Linked DNA regions of Arabidopsis thaliana: region 2 is linked to region 1. Evidence: chromatin contacts called from public ChIA-PET data. All regions are on one chromosome and are shown on one strand. The core of a region is the stretch at or near the end of the contact, and the rest is flanking DNA. Distances in the headings are between cores, read along the strand shown.

The links. ChIA-PET counts read pairs in DNA pulled down with a chosen protein or histone mark.
Region 2: an H3K4me3 ChIA-PET map of shoot shows a contact between it and region 1, with 13 read pairs. The contact joins the promoter of ADC1 here to the promoter of BLH7 in region 1. A contact is called at or near these places in 3 of 26 Hi-C or Micro-C datasets (root, rosette leaf and vegetative nucleus) and 1 of 2 datasets of contacts at active chromatin or transcription factors (shoot).

Annotation. Positions count from the first base shown.
Region 1 is chr2:7,101,974-7,106,403 of TAIR10.1, reverse strand. BLH7 (BEL1-like homeodomain 7) reads left to right here and starts at 2,476. Exons shown (of 5, transcript NM_127194.4): 1 at 2,476-2,989; 2 at 3,164-3,755; 3 at 3,841-4,220; 4 at 4,302-4,362. The coding sequence starts at 3,204. AT2G16405 (Transducin/WD40 repeat-like superfamily protein) reads left to right here. Exons shown (of 12, transcript NM_147322.4): 10 at 1-83; 11 at 194-270; 12 at 376-1,065. The coding sequence ends at 489.
Region 2 is chr2:7,151,970-7,156,789 of TAIR10.1, reverse strand. ADC1 (arginine decarboxylase 1) reads left to right here and starts at 3,360. Exons shown (of 1, transcript NM_127204.3): 1 at 3,360-4,820. The coding sequence starts at 3,886.

The sequences.
Region 1 (4,430 bases), core at 1,227-3,726:
CTCCCTCAAATTAGCCCCGCGAATACACAGAATCCAAGCATCGTTTTGCCCGCTATTATCACTAGAGAAAGGAGAATACATAGGTTTGAATTTCAATCCTTCATTTACCTATAGTTTTGGTAATAGTAGATTCATAGGTCTCTTGAGAAGTGCAAGTCATTTTCTCCGCGTTTCTTCTTGTTTGAAACTACAGTTGCTGGAAGCGAAGACTCGAATGTCTACTTCTATGATCTAACCAAACCGAAGCACACATGTGTAAACAAGCTACAGGTTAGACAATAACTTCTTTTCTTTTTTTTTATCTGAAACTTTTGTGTATGGATTTTGAATTATAGGAAACAGGATTCACGAGTTGTGAGAAATGGATGCTTGCAGGGTCACAGGTTTCCAGTAATGTGTGTTGCGTGGAACCATGGGGAGAACTTGTTGGCTTCGTCTGATTTCTATGGTGTTGTCATTGTATGGAAAAGAGCAAAGACAAGCTCATAAGGTTTGTCTATAATATTATAAATGAATCTAAATCCGTCATTTTTGCCACAAAGGCTTTGGGTTTGGCATCATCTCTGTATCGCTAATCTCAAAACTGTGTCAATTTAGTTTCCCATCTCTTATAAAGATATAGTTCTGTGACACTCCTATGCACAGATTCAATAGCTTAAATGGTTGGAACAGACACGTCCTTAATGAGTTAATAACTCTTTCCATAGATAAGTTGGTAGACAATTTGAAGAGATCAAGTTAATTGTACTCGCAATGTTTTTTGTTTTGTCACATTATCATGAACCAGATTAATTATCAGTAAAATTAATGAAGATTACATAAACAACATTCCATTGTAGTCTAGTTGGTCAAGATACTCAGCTCTCACCCAAGAGACCCAGGTTCAACAAGTTCCGGCAAGCTGGTTCATCTAATTCTTCAGGGGACCAAATGGAATATGATACTTGGTTCTCTTAGAGAAATGTGGCTCTAGGATTATATTGAATTCAAATTATGTAACTGATGAGCATTTGGTGCTTATATTAGTGTGGAAGTGGTTGGACTAGATAATCATGCTAATAATTAAACGTATTTCAACCAGCAAAAAGAATCCGAGTGTTTTGTGTATTAATTCTTTTACTAAAAGCAATAGAATCTCAACTTCAACGTAAGTAGGGCACTAATAAAAACTTAACATTTACAATTCTCTTATTTCCCAAGCAAATATCTTCGGCGTCATGTTCATATTGGATTAATAATAATAAGAAGAAGGGTTGGTTGGTCGTCGTATATTATGAAGACACTCTTCCCTATCCACTGACTCTATCTGTCCATTGTCCAGGTCTCTCTCTCTCTTTCTCCTTCTGCCATCTCTGTCCCAATTCAGACTTCTTTCTCTTCGCTACCCATCATTTCACGTTCTTCACTTATCCACCCCAATTTACTATTTTTATTTTCTTTTCAAGTTTTTATTCTCATATTTTGAAGTGTAAATTTAAATAAAATGCTTACCTATGTTTTCCCACAAAATTAACTCTTGTGTATTTCGTAATTTTTTTTTTCATAGAAAATAACTAAATCACTTAATTCACAAAAAGTCTATTTTGGTCTCTCCATGCAAAAACTATAACCTTTCAGTGTGTTGGTAAGAAAAGGTGGTACCACCATTTTCTATCACACTAAGATATCTCACCACACATTTTAATTTGACTTACCTCTTACCACCATTTCGTACCACCTTATACTACAAATCAGACTTATTATAAAATGTCTTGGAGTTGGGATTTTCTCAATTTGTTTCTGATTCGTAATCGTAAAGTCCTCCATGACAAGATATGGACCTACACTTAGTGAAAAGAAAGTAAAAGTTAGAAAATTTGTAGAAATACCTAAAATCTGTGGGCACAAAAAGACAAAGCTAAGTGGGGAAAAAGGCCACTTATTCATTATTTATGAGAAAGAGATAAGAATATGAAGTGTTTTTTTTTTGTTTATTCCTTGCAAAAATAGTTGTATGCAAATGCAACTATATAGTAAATAGCATGTGGACCATCACAGATATTATTCGAAAGAACAAAAAAAAATCAAATGTTGAAACTTGAAAGTGAAATTTAAAGACAAAGAAGAAGAAACTGTAAAAAGCTTACCAAAAAAGTGAAATTATTTTATTGAAAAGAAGTTGAAAAAAAACATCCGTGTGTAAACTTTGACACGTCGTTACCCAAATTATTCCCCACTCTAATAAAGATGGACTAGTCTACACAAAAATTAATATTATCTTTGATTACAAATCGGACATGAAATATTTAAAAAATTGCATAGCACCAAAATTAGATATGAAAAACGTTCATTATATATTTGTCTTATTCTCCAAATATGCTTGATAAACACATTATTATAGAAGAATTACGAAAATATCTTTTACTATTGACACCAATCAGGAATATATCAAATATTTTTAGATAAGAATATAAAAAACACAGAAAATGATTGTATGGTGGTTATAGCTTCATTCAATTTTATTGCAGCAAACAAACAGAAAGGCCAGAGAGACGAAAGAGAGAGGCATTAGGGTTTAGGATTAGGTTTTAGAAAAGGGTTTAGATCTCTACCAACTGGTTTGTTAAGAACATAATCTCCTTACCACATTTTTACTCTTGAAAACATTTTGATCTGTTTTTGTTATCTTCACCAAAAGACTTGACTCCAAGAAACAAGAAGAAGAATCAAGAAGCAAGTTCAAGAACCAGCTTTTAATGAAATCTCTACTTCAAAAAGGAAACTTGCTTTAAGGAGGATGGATCTTTTGTTTTCTTGAATCTTTTGTGTGGGTAAAACATTTTGTATTATCAAGATTTTGATTTGAGGAGATAAAGAGTTTGTTGTTAAGTTTGTGTTCTTGGGATCATCAAGAGTTAAAACAAAAAAAAAAAAACATTTCTTTTTTCCTTCTTCAATTTGAGATTTAGTGTCTCCTTTAACACCCACAAAGCCAGCAGATGCTTTCCTGGTAATTCTTTAATCTATCCTTTCTTCTTCTTTTTAAATTCTTAAATTCATGCAGAGAGATAATTCTCATAATTTTCATTGGTTCAATTTCTTAAAATTTGCTTAATTAAGATTTTATTACATAATGTGAAGTATAAAAAGGGTTTAGTGTTGTTTGTGTTTGATTCTGAAACAGATGACTCCTTGTTTGATCTGATCATAAGAAGAAGAAGACTATGGCCACTTATTACAAAACTGGCTCAAGTGAGATTTATTCCAGACCAGAATTTGTCCCTGGAAACGCAATGAACTACACAAATTCTTTCACAGAGACATTTCCTAGAGATTCAACTAATAATGTGTCACCTTCAAAAGAGATTCAAGTGTTGTCAAGCCTTGGTGGAGTTTCACAAATGGTTGAGATTCAAGATTCTGGTTCTTGGAGAGATCAAGAAGACAATGACAGGAATCGCTTCCCGGTGATGAGGCGTCTTGGCCTCAGCTCGCAGATTGAGACATCGAGAGGCAATAATAACAATGAGTATGCAACACAGGTTGTTTCGGGATTTACTCGAACCATTCACAACTCAAAGTATCTCAAAGCTGCTCAAGAGCTTCTTGATGAAACTGTTAATGTTAAGAAAGCTCTAAAGCAGTTTCAGCCAGAGGGAGATAAGATTAATGAAGTGAAAGAGAAGAATCTTCAGACGAATACTGCTGAAATCCCTCAAGCAGAGAGGCAAGAATTGCAGAGCAAGTTGTCGAAACTTTTATCGATATTAGACGAGGTAATCCGCCTTACAACATATCTTCTACACTTGTTAATGATTCTCGTGGTAACATAAATGTTGTTTGTTTCTTTGTTGTTTGAAGGTGGATAGAAATTACAAGCAGTATTACCATCAGATGCAGATAGTCGTGTCGTCTTTCGATGTAATAGCCGGATGTGGAGCAGCCAAACCATACACAGCCCTTGCGCTTCAGACCATCTCGAGGCATTTCCGTTGCTTAAGGGATGCGATATCCGGACAAATCTTGGTGATAAGGAAAAGTTTAGGAGGGGAACAGGATGGATCAGATGGGAGAGGAGTGGGGATAAGCAGGTTAAGGAATGTTGATCAACAGGTAAGGCAACAAAGAGCGTTGCAGCGGTTAGGTGTGATGCAACCTCACACTTGGCGGCCTCAACGCGGTTTACCAGATTCTTCTGTTTTGGTTCTCCGTGCTTGGCTATTTGAGCATTTCCTCCACCCGTAAGTCTCTCTACTACTCTTGTGAATTTTTTGATTGACCACAAGAGACTCTGACCATTTGTTTCAAAACCTTGAGCTTAGTTATCCAAAGGATTCAGACAAGATCATGCTCGCTAGACAAACGGGGTTGAGCCGAGGCCAGGTATTGCACTGTTAGCTTTTGTGCCGTTTCTCTCATTTAATACTTTTCTTTCTGGTGTGTTCATTTTT
Region 2 (4,820 bases), core at 2,111-4,610, 50 kb before region 1:
TCCTAGCAACCGTATTGGTGTATATATCTTCCAAGACCCAATCATAATCAGTCTTCTAAGATATATATAGAACATATTCATACAATTTTGGTCACCATGATTCACCAGAATTTGGTTCAAAATGAAAACCGGTAAATAATCGGTAAACTTTGCATGTGTCATACTAATTCTAAATTCTAATGGGAAAAATGTCATTTAATCCTCCAACTTTCAAAAAATGGTCATTTTATACATCAACTTCATATGCGGCCGTTTAAAACATGAACTAAACGTTGACTAATTTTTAAAACATGATCATTAGTTGAGCAGGCCAAAACAGACATGCCGTTATCAGTCATTAACGAAACTTCTAACGTCCGTTATCATCCGTTAACTTTATTAGTCAAGTTTCAAATTGTGGCCATTTTAAACATCAACTTCATATGTGGCCATTTAAAACATGAACTAAACGTTGACTGCCATTTAAGACATGAAAAATTCATTGACCAGGCCAAAATAGACATGTCTTTATCAGTAGAACCTAGAAACCCGTTATTACCCGTTAATGACTGTTAATCTGTCCAAAACGACGTCGTTTGAGAATAATCGAAAGAACATAAAAAAAATCCCATATGAAATCTCCATATCAAAAAGTTTTAAGCAGAACCCAAGAACATAGTTTGATATAGAGATAATCGCAGTGCCAGTAATTGGAAGCAAATAAAGGTGTTTTCGTTTATATATTTGTTTTAAATTTTAAAAGGAATCATGGAAGCAAATTAAAGACCCATTATAAGATTGTTCATCTTGTTTGGGCGGTTGTAGAAATAGATTTGGAGAGTTGGGATTTTCATTTAGAAAACAATCCTGATTTTCTTTTGATTATTCTCAAAACAAAATCGTTTTAGGGATACTAATAGAGTCGTTAACAAGTGATAAGGAATGTTATAAGTTCTTTTAATGAATGATAACAACATGTTTATTTTGGCCTGGTCAATGAATTTTTCATGTCTTAATTGGCAGTCAACGTTTAGTTCATGTTTTAAATGGCCACATATGAAGTTGATATTTAAAATGGCCACAATTTGAAACTTGACTAATAAAGTCGTTAACGGATGATAACGGACGTTAAAAGTTCCGTTAATGACTGATAACGGCATGTCTGTTTTGGCCTGGTTAACGAATGATCATGTTTTAAAAATTAGTCAACGTTTAGTTCATGTTTTAAACGGCCGCATACGAAGTTGATGTATAAAATGGCCATTTTTTGAAAATTGGAGGATTAATTGACATTTTTTCCAAATTCTAATACACCACCTATAAATTTCTGTTGAGGTGGCATCGAACTTCCACTGGTTATGTTTAATACTCATTACCAATGAAATCCAAAAGTAACAAACCATCATCAAATGCTTAATATTCAAGGTTTTTTTTTTTCTCCTCAATTTGCACCCACAAATACTAATGTCACCTTTTCATATCTAAAGACTAAAGGCCAATTTTGCACTTCTTCGTTTTTTTTTCTCCAAACCTCCATATATAAACTTTTACTACTTTCATAAAAATAAAATAAACGACTCAAATATCTTTTGAGATCTTTATCTATATGAGTCAGGCTACCTTCTATAATAAATTCTAAAAAAACATTGATATCTCAATAAAAAAAATCATTTATATGTAAATCTCATAGTTAATGTTATAGTAGCATATGCAAATCAATATTGTAAATCTTAATATAATTAATAATTATATATAAACTAATATTATATATATATGTATGTATGAAACATGTTAATTTAGGAATTTAGTAGAGCTGAAAAAAAGAAAATTAATATTTGTTAGTTTGATGGCTTGTTATAAATATAGTATCCACCTTTTAAAATATTTTTAGCGATATATATATTTGTTATCCATAATGTTTTATATGTTCACAATTAGGAATTTGGGTTGAATAGTTGAAAACATGAAATAAGATTCCGGTGGCTATGAAGTATGAATAATCATTATTTGGTCAAACATAAATTTCTTTTTTCAAACGAAGAAAAAAATGTCAAAGAAAAAACAAATACAGGTTATCCTATTATATTATTTGGGAAGTACATTTTAAATGTAACCTTAATTTTTGTAAGTAATTACATAGGTATGCCATTAGAAATAAAATTTTAAAGAGTAAATTATTTTATCTCTTTGAGGATTAAAAAGTCAAATACTAATTTAATTAATTAAATTTAATTAAAAAACGAAATACATTATTAATTTTCAAAAATAATAACCAATCAAAATCAACATAAAAGATTTGATATCTAAATTTTAATTAATTTAATTTAATTAGAAAAACGAAATACATTATTAATTCCCAAAAAAGTAACCAATTAAAATCAACAAATTAGATTTGATATCTAAATTATAATATTAATTTTTTCTTAATTACTATAGTTCACTTCTCATCTTTATATGATTCTATTTTTGCCGAAAAATAATATCATCATTATAGAAAAATAATTAGAGTTTTTTCGCATATGCCATAATTTAAATTTTTAAAAACGAATATAAATTGTTCAATACATGAAAAAATATTATAACGGGTGAAAAATAGATTTAAGAAAACTTTCTACTGAGTAACATGTCATAATTTGAAATATTTATATTCAATTTTATACATATTATATTGAAAATTTATAATCTTATATACTACAATAAGTAATAACATATTAGATGTGATTCAATTTTTAATACAAGCTGAAAAATCCTAGAATTGACGGGTTTAGATCGATATTAATACAAGATGGTATACTACAGGTGAAACTCTTAAATTAAAAATCAAGCTACAAGTGTATAATCTTAAACACTAAACAATATAGATAATATCAACAAAATATATACAACTCACAGTTTACTATACATTTAAAATCAAATAAAATAATATCATATACTTTTAAATCATCTTTACAATAAAAGTTTTTAGTTGAACTAAAATATAAGCCTACCTGCGGTATACTGCAAGTTAATATCTAGATTAAAAGGCTTATTGAATCTAAAGACAAGTCATCAAAGATTTCCTAAACTGAAGCAAAATATACTGAATATTCAAATATCTATCTGTTACAATGGTTCAGACCCATATTATAAAAGGACCAAAATGATTCTAATTACGAATGAGCAGGAAGCTTGATTTATCAGGCGTCCAAAATTAAAATAGTTATCTGATTTTACTCGGATTTTTTATTTTAAAGAATTGAAACTTTAAAATGTTTCAAGAAATCATTCTAAAAAATATTCAATTATTTTTTATTTAATAAAAATATAGGCGGTTAATATCTAATTATTATTATTTAAGTAAAATATTAAAAAGGTAGAGAATCACAAAATAGGGCCCAAGCCCAAAATCCAACCTCATCCGAATCTCACCTTCTCTCCCACCAGCCACCACTCTCCCCTATATAACGAACCTTCCTCCTTCATGCATTTCTCACCATCTCTCTCTTCTTTCACGTCTCTCTTCCCTGAAACTTTCCCGAGAAAATTCTCAATCCTCTATTTTCTCGAGAAAATTCTCATTCTCATTTTCTTTCAGGGAAAAGTTTTGTTGTTGAATACAGATTTGGAAACTTCATTTGTTTTTTTCCGTTTTTAACCAAAATTTTTAAAAAAGCTTTCTTCTGAACGTTAATCGTGGAGAGTTTCGGGTCGGGTCGGGTCGTAAAAGGCGGGTTTCACGGTGGTGATAGATTCACCTCCTGCTTCCTTCTGAGGGGGTTAGCCCCGAGGCTCTTCGCCTCGGCGGGTTTCAAATTCCCCCAAATCTAACAAACTCACAGATTCATTTTCTCCATTTTTTTTGTTTGTTGAAAATTTGAATCCACAAATTTTGAATTCATTTGTAACCGTTCGTTGAAGAAGAAGAAGATGCCTGCTCTAGCTTTTGTTGATACTCCCATCGATACCTTTTCCAGTATCTTTACACCGTCGTCTGTTTCCACCGCCGTTGTTGACGGTTCCTGCCATTGGTCTCCGTCCCTCTCCTCCTCTCTTTACCGTATCGACGGATGGGGAGCTCCGTATTTCGCAGCGAATTCCTCCGGGAACATCTCTGTTCGTCCTCATGGCTCAAACACTTTACCTCACCAAGACATCGATCTGATGAAAGTTGTGAAGAAAGTTACAGATCCGAGTGGTTTAGGATTACAGCTTCCGCTTATTGTTCGTTTCCCTGATGTTCTGAAGAATCGTCTTGAGTGTCTTCAATCCGCGTTTGATTACGCGATTCAGAGTCAAGGATATGATTCTCATTACCAAGGTGTGTATCCTGTGAAATGTAATCAAGATCGGTTTATCATCGAAGATATTGTCGAATTCGGATCCGGTTTTCGATTCGGTTTAGAAGCTGGTTCCAAGCCTGAGATTCTTCTTGCTATGAGTTGTTTGTGTAAAGGTAATCCTGAAGCTTTTCTTGTGTGTAATGGTTTTAAAGACTCTGAGTATATCTCATTGGCTTTGTTTGGGAGGAAACTTGAATTGAATACTGTTATTGTTCTTGAGCAAGAAGAAGAGCTTGATTTGGTTATTGATTTGAGCCAGAAGATGAATGTTAGGCCTGTTATTGGGTTAAGAGCTAAGCTTAGAACTAAACATTCTGGTCATTTTGGTTCTACTTCTGGTGAGAAGGGGAAGTTTGGTTTGACTACGGTTCAGATTCTTCGTGTGGTGAGGAAGCTGAGTCAAGTTGGTATGCTTGATTGTCTCCAGCTTCTGCATTTTCACATTGGTTCACAGATTCCGTCCACGGCTTTGCTTTCCGACGGTGTGGCTGAGGCTGCGCAGCTTTACTGTGAGCTTGTCCG